Regions from separate parts of the Lactuca sativa genome. Here region 1 is linked to region 2. The links are chromatin contacts, called in public Hi-C maps. All regions are on one chromosome and are shown on one strand. Each heading gives the region's core, a stretch centred on a gene start, on an enhancer-like site or on the middle of the called end of the contact. The rest is flanking DNA. Distances are from core to core; before and after follow the strand shown.

Evidence for each region. Hi-C and Micro-C count contacts between places; a contact is called where the count stands out from the background.
Region 1: a contact with region 2 is called in a Hi-C map of bud, with 10 times the contacts expected there. The contact joins the promoter of LOC111880248 here to the promoter of LOC111880279 in region 2. A contact is called at or near these places in 2 of 4 Hi-C or Micro-C datasets (bud and leaf).

What each region holds. Positions count from the first base shown.
Region 1 is chr3:138,184,756-138,191,424 of Lsat_Salinas_v11, reverse strand. LOC111880248 (subtilisin-like protease SBT1.7) reads right to left here and starts at 1,520. Exons shown (of 1, transcript XM_023876657.3): 1 at 1-1,520. The coding sequence starts at 1,237.
Region 2 is chr3:137,735,675-137,741,868 of Lsat_Salinas_v11, reverse strand. LOC111880279 (probable carboxylesterase 2) reads right to left here and starts at 3,154. Exons shown (of 2, transcript XM_023876695.3): 1 at 2,813-3,154; 2 at 616-2,722. The coding sequence starts at 1,679. The coding sequence ends at 684.

The DNA.
Region 1 (6,669 bases), core at 271-2,770, 450 kb before region 2:
CCTTTTGAACTCTAGCATTAACCCCTCTATCGCAAAGTACGAGTTTACCCTTCACCATCTCCGGTATCAACGTCCCCGGCATACACAGAGCACCACTCGTCGAATTACTAGCGTTTCCGGCGTAGACAATCGGCAGCATCTTATTCGGTAGTGATGGACCTTTGTACAACGATACGCCGGAGAAGTTTTTCCCGTTTCCTAGACTAACATACGCCGGGAAATCACGGTCTAACGTCCCAGCACCGACGGTTGTTATCCACGGCGACACGTTTGATAAACTGTAGGGAGTGGGTCCGGCATTACCGGCGGAGCAAGATATCAAGATACCCTTTTCCATGGCGGCGAAGGCTCCAATCGCCACGCTGTCACGGTAATAGTCAGCCGTACCACCGCCGAGTGACATAGACATGACATTAACGTTGTCGGTGATTGCCTTCTCCATAGCTGCTAATATATCGGAGCTGAAACAGCCACCGACCCAGCAAACTTTGTAAACCGCCACCCTAGCTCGCGGCGCCATCCCACGGGCTGACCCAGAGGCGTATCCGAGTAAATTCGCTCCGGTAACAACCGATCCACCGGTGGTGGTTGAAGTGTGGGTTCCATGGCCATCATCGTCTCTAGGAGATCTGTTCTCTTTCGATTCATCGATTGGGCCCAAAGTCGCCTCGTATCCTTTCGCGAAAAACCTCGCTCCGATCAGTTTCCGGTTACAGTTAGAAAGAGTGAAGTTCGTACCAGTTTCACACGCGCCGTTCCACGCGCTAGGGACTGGACCCATTCCGGTGTCGTCAAAGCTCTTGCTCTCCGGCCAAACACCGGTATCAAAAACACCAATAACAACGTCACTATCTCCGGCGGACTGTGGGAACAAATTAGTGTTTTGATCGAGGCCTAGAAACTCGGGCGTCCGTGTTGTATGAAGCTCGTATTTCAACTCCGGCAAAACAGAGAGAATCCCGGGTAGGTTTTCAAGAGATTCAGCTTCTTGAACACTGAGCCTGGTGGAGAATCCATGGATGACTTTCTCATAAGTGTAGATCATCTCCGCCGATTCCGACACCGATTTAAGCGACGCATCGAACCACTGCCTGTGATCCTCTCCGAAACTCGTCGGCATGTCGTGCTTCGCCATGTGAACAATGTAAGTCTTCTTCTCCTCCGCCATTGAAACATGGCAAAAACCCAGAAACAGAACAACAACACCAACAAAGTTCGTCATTGTAATCAACCCCATGGGCGTGAAATATAGAGTAAGAATAGAGAAGAAGGATCAGAGTTGCAGCATTATTATATAAACAGTGAGGGTTTGAACAGCTGTGTGAAAGTCGAGTAAAAAAAGTGGGAGTTGCAGAAAGAGAGAAGGTAGTGGGGACGGTGGAGTGGTGTCTGGTTCTGTGTATGATTGCGTTAAAACAAAAGAGATGACAGCTTTAGTGAGTGAGTGTCTGTGTGTGTCTGTGTCTGTGTTTGTGTTGTGTGTGATATATATGTATATCTTCTTCTCGTGGGTAAACACATACACACCTTACTCTTACCTGTTAAACTCTAATTAAACTTAACATGAAGTTACAAGTTTGGTCCTTATAATATGTCAAAGTTATGGATGTGTTCAGAATGTTTCATTTGTTGTACAACTATTTATTAAACTTTGTTTACTCTCTCTCTCTTATACGGCGTTAAAATTATAATTTATAAGAGAAATTTCGGATAAAGTATTAATATTTTGGTAAGTTTATAGTTTAGTCTAAACTTTTAATTTTTTATAGGAAAATTCTTATTGTTTTATATTTTGATCAAATTAACGAACCAATTTTTATTTTTTCCAACATAAAATAATAGATTGTCGTATAAAATTAGATTGTTGGAACTTTTTTTTCAAAAAATAAATATCGGAATTAAATCGTAAATTGATCTAAAATATTATGACTTTATCGGAAATTTCTTATTTATTTGGTACCAAAACGTAATAAGCTAATAATGTATTTTGTTTAGTGTGTTGGCTAATTGTGCATAGATGTATGTTTAATGAATATCATGTTCAATAAAGAAATAACTAACTACTTATCAAAAATTCTTTATTTAAATCAAGAAGTACTTATGCTATCTTTTTAACCAAGGGATTTCTAATATGTGACATAAGGACAAATATAATAAACATTAATTATACCAAACTTATGGATAATTACTTAGTGAGCAAGTAATTATCCCATAAGGGTCCAAAACCTTTACCTATAAATAGAGTAGCCTTAGAACGAAATTTGGATGACTCCAATCCTAGAATTTGGTTGCCTGCTACCCACTCTCAAAATCCCAGAAACCTTTCTATCATGTCGCAACATTTTTTTGGACATGACGCAACTTAAGATAGGAACCCTAATTGTATAGTGTAAGAACCTGAAGTTTCAAAAATTTTGACTTTTAGTCAAATATTGACCAAAATGGTGAAATGGTCAATTATGAGAAAATGATGAGAATATGAAGTTGTGACTTCATGGAAATGGCCAAGATAAGTTTAAGCCACTAAGAGGAGGTTAGATGAGCTAGTTCAAGAGAATGAATGCATGAGAAGATGTATTTTTCGTCAAAAGGGTAAAATGAGAATTTTATGCTTTTTTGGCCAAGTCTGTGACTTAATAGATTAAGACGCATATTAAGTCAGTGAAAAATGACTTTAAATAATTGTGGAGTACGTTCCCACCTTCTTGTGGATATAAAGATCATAGAAACCAGATAAGAAACAAAGAACTTATGCGTGTTAGAAGTTAGGATAAAAATTATCCCAAAGCTGGAATGGAATTAGCCTAGGAGTTGTTGTCAAAAAGTTACCGCAACACGATAAGGGTGACAGAGAATGAGTTACATTCTAGTCGTAAGTAGAAGGCAATGTACTTTGGCCCTGCAGCATGGTGTATGTGCAACATCCATAAAAATCATTAAAGTTTTAAACTTTTAAAACCAACCCAAATTCATAAATTATTTACAACATAGTTTTCAAAACATGTTCAATATCAGAGTTCCCAAACTCATAAGTCAAAACACGAGGATGTGTACGGTCACACCTTCGCCTTCCCGTGATCGTCTAAAGTACCTGAAACATAACCCAAAACTGTAAGCCCCAAAGCTTAGTGAGTTCCCCCAAAGTACCAACACATAATCAAATAACACATATACAATAACAGCATACTATAGCCCAATCAACCATCGGGTTCGAATATCCCAAGCCCCTTAACCATCGGGTTGGAATGCTAACATACCATGGGTCCAATCAACCATCGGGTTAGAATACCCAGGCCCCTCAACAATCGGGTTGGAATGCCAATACATTATGGGTCCAATCATCCTTAGGATGCAATACCCTTGGACCCATTCAACAATCAGGTTGGTATGCCCTGGCCTGTGGGCTTACACACAAAGCAGTGAAGCCTCAGCCACCGACCAAACATGTGCACATATAACATATACTCATATAACAGTCTAAAGCCAGTCTAACAGATCTACATATCAACAAGCATAGCATCGTCATATATACAAGGATACCGATCTAACAGATCACTACATTACAATAGCATGTATAACAGTATATCAATCCGATGGGATGGCCTTGGTGCCTTCGACTTGTAAGTACAGTGAGGAAAAATCACCTCGCAAACTGGACAAAAGCTGAAGGAATCTTGACACCGAATCTCAACTCTAATTGCCTCCTATCCCAACCAAATGGCCAAACTTAATTAGAATTCCCAAAATACCCTTAAGGTCAAACTTGGTCAAAGTCAACTGCTCAAACCCACTAAGTCAACTGAGTCAACCCAGTTGAGTCAACTCAACCATGTCAACTTGATGTGTATGAAACCAACTAGTTTTATCCTACTTTTAATTTATGAATTTGACACACAAAAGGTAGTGAACCTGTCAATTGGTAATATGAATTAACAAGTAGGGTATCAAACTCAAGGAATGGAAATTAATCTAACTACTAGAATTACCTAAAACAATTAGTAAAATAGAAGGGTTTTCTCTAGTTTTGCAATGCTAGAAACTTAACTAAAACTTAACTAATCAACTAACAGCTGAAAACACGTAAAAACCAACTAAATTCAATGATCAAAAAGGTTTCTATTTAGGTTCGATTCATTTACTCATATGGTTAAACTTTATGGTAATGTAATGGATTAATTGTTATTGGTTACCGACTATGGTGATTAGATTCACATTCGTTATTACCAATCCTTAGAAAATAAATTAATTTAAGTAGTGATCAAGTGATTAAACTAATAAATTCCCTATTTTAATTATTCGGGTTAAATAAGACTTGTAATTAGCTAATTAAATTGGTGATTCAATTAACCTCTTGTTGATGGTGTATCACACAAGCTCACACATTAATTTACCCATTCTCTAGTTAATCCTAGTTTCATATTCACTATTCATAGGCATATAGCAATGTGTTCACATAAATTATATGAGATAAGCAATTAAGAGATGTTCATGCAGCTTAATTACTTAACAATTAACAGAAAATAGTTATGGTTAATGCATAAGGGTCTTTAACAAGCTTAATTTAACAAGATTCACCACATAACAATTAATCAAAAGAGTAAATTAATCCATAGGAGCAAACTTGTCTACCCTAAACAGAAACTAACGAAATTAGCTCATAATTACAGTAGATGAAAACCTAAAACGAATTCAAACAAGCTAAACATGGTTCTATTCAAAGGTAAAGTGGAAAATTAAACCTAAGTTGCCTTATTCTTCTTAGAATGGATAATTAGGGTTCTTCAACGTTTTCCAAGGTTCCAGAGATCTCCTTGATTGCCAAGTAACTCCACCAAGATTCCAGAGAGAGCCTCCATTCGGGTTTGTTGCTTCTATTTATTGATTTCTCAAAACAGGGGCTACTCGTCGAGTAGACAACCAACTCGTCGAGTCCCCTTGAAGAATCCGTGTCTGGCAAGGATTTTATGTATTGCTTCGTGAACCTTCGTGTGTACTTGTTAAGTAGACATCCCTACTCGCCGAGTAGCTTCAGTATTTAGCATTTTTCTTCTTTCTTCAATTCTCGAGCTTTCGATCGTATCTCTTGCTTCCGAGCTTCTCTTTTGGACTGAAAATAAAATTTGAGCACTATTAAGTACCTTTTCTCCATAATATGTAAATAATTAGCTAATAAATAATGAAAATCTATACTAAATATATAGCTAAATATGCACATATCAAAATACCTCACACTTGACTTTGCTTGCCCCCAAGCAAAACAGAATCTTAGCATACTAATATCATATAAGACAATTCCAATCGAACGCAGACATTATGCCAAGACCGCAACGCATGCATTTGTGTCTAAAATTTTTCCTAAGAAACCCCCCTAATTCTAAATACTCGCAATCCTCATAAAAACTCGCCCACTTCTTTCGAACAATGCTCATTTCATGCATCCCTCCGAATCCATCCGCAGAAAACCTCCTAACCTCAAGGTATTTTTGGTTGAGCAACCCAAACATACATAAACTAGAAAATTACAACTATTTCTGATACCACTATAGAGCTATTTGGAACTCTCCATTTTTTATAATTTGATCTTGATCTCTTCAGATTCGCCAACTTTTTGATCTTTGGTATCTTCAACTTTGATCTTCTGTAGAATTTTGATTTTTACTTTGATTACTCCAAAATTCTTCAAACTTTTCTTGTAATTCTCTCTCTTCTTTCTTTTTACATGTATCTCACTTTTTTTTCACTCAAAACCCTACATGCTTAAGCCGGGACGCTCAACTTCAACATTTATTAGTTAAAGATAATAGTTTTCCTAGATACATTTCAAGTACACGATGCTAAACATATTGCATCCCTCAAACTAAGCGAGGTTGTATTTTTGTCCGATGATTTCACTAGAATAAAGGAGGCCACAAATGCATTATGACGTGTATAAGCTCAATTAAACATTTGGGTTCTCATAAAATCATCAAACACAATACTAGCATGATTCCCTAATTGCTTTTTACCAAATTTTCTTAATTAAGTCCTAGCAATTTTATGCAAAAACAAAAATTTAACTAGTGTAACTAACCCCCTACCCCACACTTAAATTATTCAATGTCCCCATTGCATACTATGCATGATAAAGAAAAAATACAGTAAAGAAGGAATTGGAACAAACTCCCTGGGGTAGTAGTGACGAGGTTGATCTTCTTCATTTTGAACTCCATCTTCAATTGAATTTAGGCATGGGAACAGCTCATCCATGCCTTGGGTGTCAAATCTCGTCTGGTACGGCTCCAAATACACAGTAAATTGGTCTCTAAAATATTTAGGAATGAATCTTTAAAGAGTATGAGTAAAGCCCTTATCGAATATAGTCAAAATGTAAGCCTTGAGTAGGAAATATTAAGTGACTCATCGAGTATATATGATAACTCGGCGAGTAGAAGTGTTTTTAGCAAAAAATCGCAGATTTGCAAAGGAACTTGTCGAGTCCATAAGATGCACTCGGCGAGCATGACGTTGATTGATAAATTAATCTTCTGCTTTGAATTTGGTTCTGATGTGGTTGGTAATAGCAAGTCAGTGCCCCTCCTTCGTTTTTCTTCATTAAATGACACTTTCTATCCCTATTTAGTAACGGACTCAACCCTAAACTCAACACTTTATACATTCTCATCTAGACTA
Region 2 (6,194 bases), core at 1,905-4,404:
CACATGATGTAAGAGAAAATTTGTTACAAGAAATACTTACATCATGGTGGCTCTTAACTTGATAATCCAGCTTCGATCTCTAACTTTAAAGATCATTTAAGTTGAAGCAACATAACTAATCAATAAATATATAAAGTATAAAAAAGACAATGGTTTATAAAGATAACACACAATTGCTCCCTATCTTCATTTCTTTTTTCTAGTTTCTTCACTATTTTCTTATCTGAATCATCAATGGCCTCTTCCTCCTAAAACACGAAAAAATTCTAAGTTTTATTGATATTTAGATTCTACGATCTCAATGGCTTATACAGATAACACAAAAAATCATCATTAACTTGAAATAAAAGTTGCAATGAGCATGCTTCAATTGACCTATCACTTATCAATTATTTATCATCAATGCAATACTAATTTCATTCAACATTGATGTTTGGTGTGTTTTAAACTACAAATTGGGTGGATTAAATCCATATTCAAATTCAAATGTAAAATAAATGTCAAGATAAGGAGAGATAGGAAACATATAAAGAGGTAAGGGTTGTATCTTGATACGGATAAGAGATATATCATGCATTAGATATATGTTTAACCTTTTGCATGGCTTAAAAAAACTAAGGAATACTAGTAATTCTCATTGTCAATATTTTATAATAGTTAATAGATTAATAGATATACAACTTTCAGATTTTGCTGCTGATCGAATTGATAAAGTTACAAATCTTTTTACGTAAGATACGAGCATTTTCACATGAAGTATTAGACAAAAAGAAGACATGGCCCTCCCCTTTGCTCTCCATCAACTCAATAAAGCCTTTCCACCCACACGTCTCCATCAACTCCTTATAGAGTAGGGCCCTACCCCTTAGTTTATCCCTCCCACCAACACACAAAAGAATCTTGGAGCATCCGAAAGCTGAAATACACGGGTCCATGACCGGATTATACAACGGGTCATCTAACCCGATCCCTAATGGATTAGCCAACAGCCACATCTGATTCATGAAAGCTTTGTGTTGTTCATGTTTAGACTCTTCTCCAATATGCTCTTTTCCACCAAAGTAAGGGTGGATCATAATAACACCCTTTAGGTTAATAACCTTTACTTGGTTCAACCCGACCCGGATAGCCATGTTATGTGCGATGTTGGCTCCTGCGCTATCTCCAGCGAAGAACACATTCTGAAGATCAGCATGGGAGTTTAACCATGACTCCGGACCATTTCCTTTAACATGGGTAGCCACCCACTTGATTGCTTCCCATGAATCCTCGTATGCAACTGGTATATGATGTTCCGGAGCCAACCTGTAGTTTACAGACACCGCAATCACGTTGGATTCTGCCGTGATCAAGTTAAGTGTGGGGTGGTAGGTGGAAGAAGCGGCGGATTCAGTCAAGAAGCCACCACCGTGATAGTAGATCAGAGTTGGGAGTTTCCGGTTAGGGATGTCGTCGACGATGGTTTTGGGAATGTAAAGCCTTACAAAAAGATTGGATTGGTGTGAAATAATGACGTCTTTTGATTGGACGCCAGTTATGGGATCAGTTCCAGCCGGAATGATATCATTTCCGATGAATCTTTCACATCGGCCATCTTTGTGTATTCGCAGCCAACCATGGAGATGGAGAGGATACTCTTTGGAGGTTGACATGTACTTCGAGGGTGAACCAGAAGCCATTTTTGTGGTAATGGTAGTGAGAAAGAGACGATAGGTATAATTACTATAGATGCTTGAGGCCAATTAATTGATGTGTGTGCTGATGCCCGATGTTGAACTTCTGCAAGGACCATTGGATACATGGAAGGTCTCTTCATGCATGCTGAGGTTGATCCAAATGTGTGGTGTGAAAATGTTTAAAACATTAAAATGATTTATTAGGTGTTCATATGAAAAATATTTTTTATCTTAATAAAATGATTTAAGAATTTAAGTTATGTGATTCATAATTTCAAATTGTAGACAAAATTGCAAAAATAGTTCCTATGGGATGCAATTTTTTTTGAAGTTTAGTCAAAATCTCGATTTTTTTGGTTTAATGGTCATTTTGGGCTAGTTTCGTTGTGTTTTTTGTCTATCAGTAAACTGAAATGACTTAATGGTATTTTTTTTTTTTTGTGTGTTTTTCTATTTAATTTAAATGAAAAAGAAAACAATAACTAAATTAGACCCACATATCTCTCTCTCTCTCTCTCTCTCTCTCTCTCTCTCTCTCATTACCGTCTTTTTCTAACCTTCTTGTGTGTCCATCTTCTTCCTTCCACAATTTACCCAAGTCTTTCGTTCACTCTTCTTCTTTCTCACCCTCGTCATCGCCTACGCTTTACTCGATGATTGAGATGATAATGGAGAAACAAATCAAGGATTCCCACATCAACCCACCTCCAATTTCATCGATTTTTCTATGTTAACAGATTTTGAGGAAACAATATCCCAATCAACACAAACCTCGATTCCCAAATCAACCCACCTCCAAACCATTCCATTCTGATGATGGAATCGATAACAAATCAACCCTAAAATTACCAATCTTTTTCCATCACCTACTTTCCTTTCACCTAAGTCGCTACCACCACAATTAGCAACCGACGACCCCTCCAGCGAAACCCGCATCTTCTCCGTTGACATTCTTCTCTTCCCGAATATCGGATCTTTCACTTTAAGCTTCATGAGCAAAAAAAAAACCAGATGCCTCACTACAGAGGAGGTATTAATCGAGTCATCTGAGATAAACAGAAGATAATCATGGTTCGATTTCACCCTTAAAATTGATTTCATATTCAAAATTGATTTATTATTTCATTAGGGTTTACCGGGTTTGAATCTTGAGAGATCGATGGTGGTTGAATCTTGACATATTCAAAATCAATTTGGTCCCCTGATATGTCTTCAACTTCTCAATCGATTTCAAAAAGTATGTGTGTGTGTGTAAATCCTTCCTAAAGCGATGATGAGGTAAGAAGAGATTGCATATAAATTAAGAGAATAAATCGCCGCCTATGTTGGATGTATGCTTCTTCGAATTCACTTTCCTGTCAATATTTCTTGTTACCACATATTCTAGATTCAATCGACGATAAGGAGAGAAGACAACGGATGAGGAAATGGGGAAGTAGAAGTGTAGGTGTGTGTGTGTAAATTTGTTGAGATAGAGAGAGAGAGAGCGCCCCTCCTATTTTTTAATTGTTAAAATAAATAAATATGTTTTAGATTTAAAAAATGAAAGAAAAATGTGAAATAAATACCATCATTTTAATATGTTGAGGAACTAAAAACGTAGCGAAACTAGCTCAAAAGGGTCACGAAGCCAAAAAAAAAAAAAAATAAAAAATAAAAAATAAAAAAATAAAAAATCAAAGTTTGGACCAAATTTCAGAAAAAAATACATACCATATAGATCATTTTTGCAATTTTGTCCAAATTGTATTATTTCTTTGCATATTTTGGTAATGACTTAGTAAAATAATATGTTAATATAACATACCGATATTAAAATGAGATACCATGCAATGATACAACAATTTTGCGACTTAAAACTTAACAAAAAAAATATATAGTACCAATAAATTATTTATGAGTTCCAATGAAGATCATATGTATATTGATCTTTTTTCTTCAAATTATCGGAAAGTGATAATGACTTAAAAGGGTAATGTATTTTTCGATTTGTACACGTTAAGTCACTGAGATTTTTTTTTCCTCAACATTTACCCCTTCAACTTGTTAAACTGTACGCATTCAGTCCTTATGACCGGCTACTCCAGGTTAGCTGGTAAAAATAACTTAATAGAGTAATATATTTCCCACTGTGTACACATTTAGTCTTTAATATTTTTTTTTTGCAAGATAAGTCTTTTTGTTTTTGTACTCATTAAATACTTATGAATGATTTATTTAGTTTTTTCTCAAGAAATCTTAGGTGAGAAATTCATTAATGAAGTGTTTGGGCCTTTTGATGCTGATGTCCATCGCGATCTTGACTACTTGGTTGCTTAGATCATGTGTTCTGAACATCATAACTTCTTCATACGATCTCAAATTTTAACTATCTTTATATTCATGCGAATGATCTTCATATCCATACGTTCATATTTTAGTCTACTAAAACTTTTATTTAGATTACTCCCATTAAAAAATAATATATTTTTACTTACGATTTTTATATCCATATGCAGAGACAGATTTAACCTGGTTCCGGTGTTCCACCGGCAACACCTATTTTTTCTATCCGTAGTGGAAAAAAATTTGATTTTTTTTCGTTTAGCTATTTTTCATTTGTCAGCAACATATAATTCATCTCGGCAACACCTACTATGTATTCCTGCTTCTGCCCCTGTCCATACGTCTTTTATGAATGCATGTATGGATGTTTTTTTTATAAAATCGTAAGTAAAAATATATTACATTTTAACGGGAGTAATCTTAATGAAAAAATGAACACGTGGATATAAAGATCGTTAAAATCTGATACCGTATGAAAAAGTTACGACGTTTAGAATACAAGACCTGAGCCAAACCACAAGACCTACGCAACCAAGCAGTCGGGATCATGTTGTACATAAACATCAACAACCCCAAACAACTCATCAATGATTGTCCGACGTAAGATGTCGTGAGAAAAACCTAAAGAAATTATTCATAAGTATTGAATGAGTACAAAAAAATGACTTATATATTTGAAACAAAAAAATGTTAAGGACTAAATATGTACAAAAATATTAAAGACTAAATGTGTACAAATGAAAAATATATTACCCCATTAAGTTATTATTCCCGGCTAACCTGAAGTAACCGGTCATAAGGACTGAATGTGTACAGTTTAACAAATTAAATGGGTAAATGTGGACGAAAAAAAACTCAGTAACCAAATATGTACAAATCAAAAATACATTACCCTTTTAAGTCATTATCCCTATCGAAAAGTTTTAAGAGATAGTACAAATCGTACCATTTTAGGTTGAGGCGAAATGATTTGGGATCTTGGTTTTCAAATGTAATATAGTAAACTACACAAATGGTCTGTATGGTGTAGGTAATTTATATATTTGGTCTCTAACTTATTTTTTTAACTCGGAAGGTCCATACTGTATATTTTTGTTACTCGATTGGTCCATATCTTACCTAAAAAGACTATTTTGCTCTTGATTTTTTAATTTATTTAAATAAACACACCCCCAACCTCACCCCTCACCTTAACTTGCCTTCCCCATCATTTTCCCTATTTAATTAATAGTTTTTTAGGTATGACATGCATCGAGCGCGTAACAAAAAGAAATAGTAGAGATCTTCCAAGTTAAAAAAATAATAATAATAAAATAGGGACCAAACGTGCAAATTACCTCAAAACATTAGGACCATTTATGTAATTTACTCGATGTAATATCTTAAGAAAATAATCTACGGTCATCAAACTATCAAACCATAGTTTATAATGTTTTTATGTTTTGAGTATAATTATGTTATGTATTATAACATTTGCCGAGATAACAAGTCCTTAAACTTGAATATAAATAGCAGTATGATGGATCTATATTTTCTTGTAACTTAAGGGACTATGACTTACTTATAAGCTGTAATTGATAAATTAAACATATAATTATAAGAAAAACCTTTTAGTGGAATATGATTTGGTTCATTTTCCCCTCTAATATAAATTTATTCTCTATATAAACACCATAATTTTATGTGTGTCATCCATCAATCGAATTGCTCAATTAAAATGAGAAAGAATCATAAATCATCATCTTCAAGATCAAAGGGATATCATCTTCTCCAAATAAATATACTTCACTATGTTTAAGTCTTATGAAGTTTATGTTAAATTGATCAAAGGAATCAAAGGGATATCATCTTCTCCAAATAAATATTCTACAAAACTAGATTATAGTTTTCAAATGTCAAAAAATATATATATTTATATATTGAAATGTCTATTTATATACAAATAACACATATTTATTGTAAATATACTTTACATGTATGTAAAAAATTACGTATTTATATATTGAAATATTCTTAGTTTATTTGTAAAAATATTTTACGTTATATGTATGTAATAATATAAACTACCACACTCTAACTCACCAAAATAAGGTTTGAACACCTCATAGAAGAGGTTTCAGTTTCAAACATTTAGGGTTTCAGTCAATGGATAACCATAAGAAATGTGCACGAGACAGTCATAAAGAGGGGGAG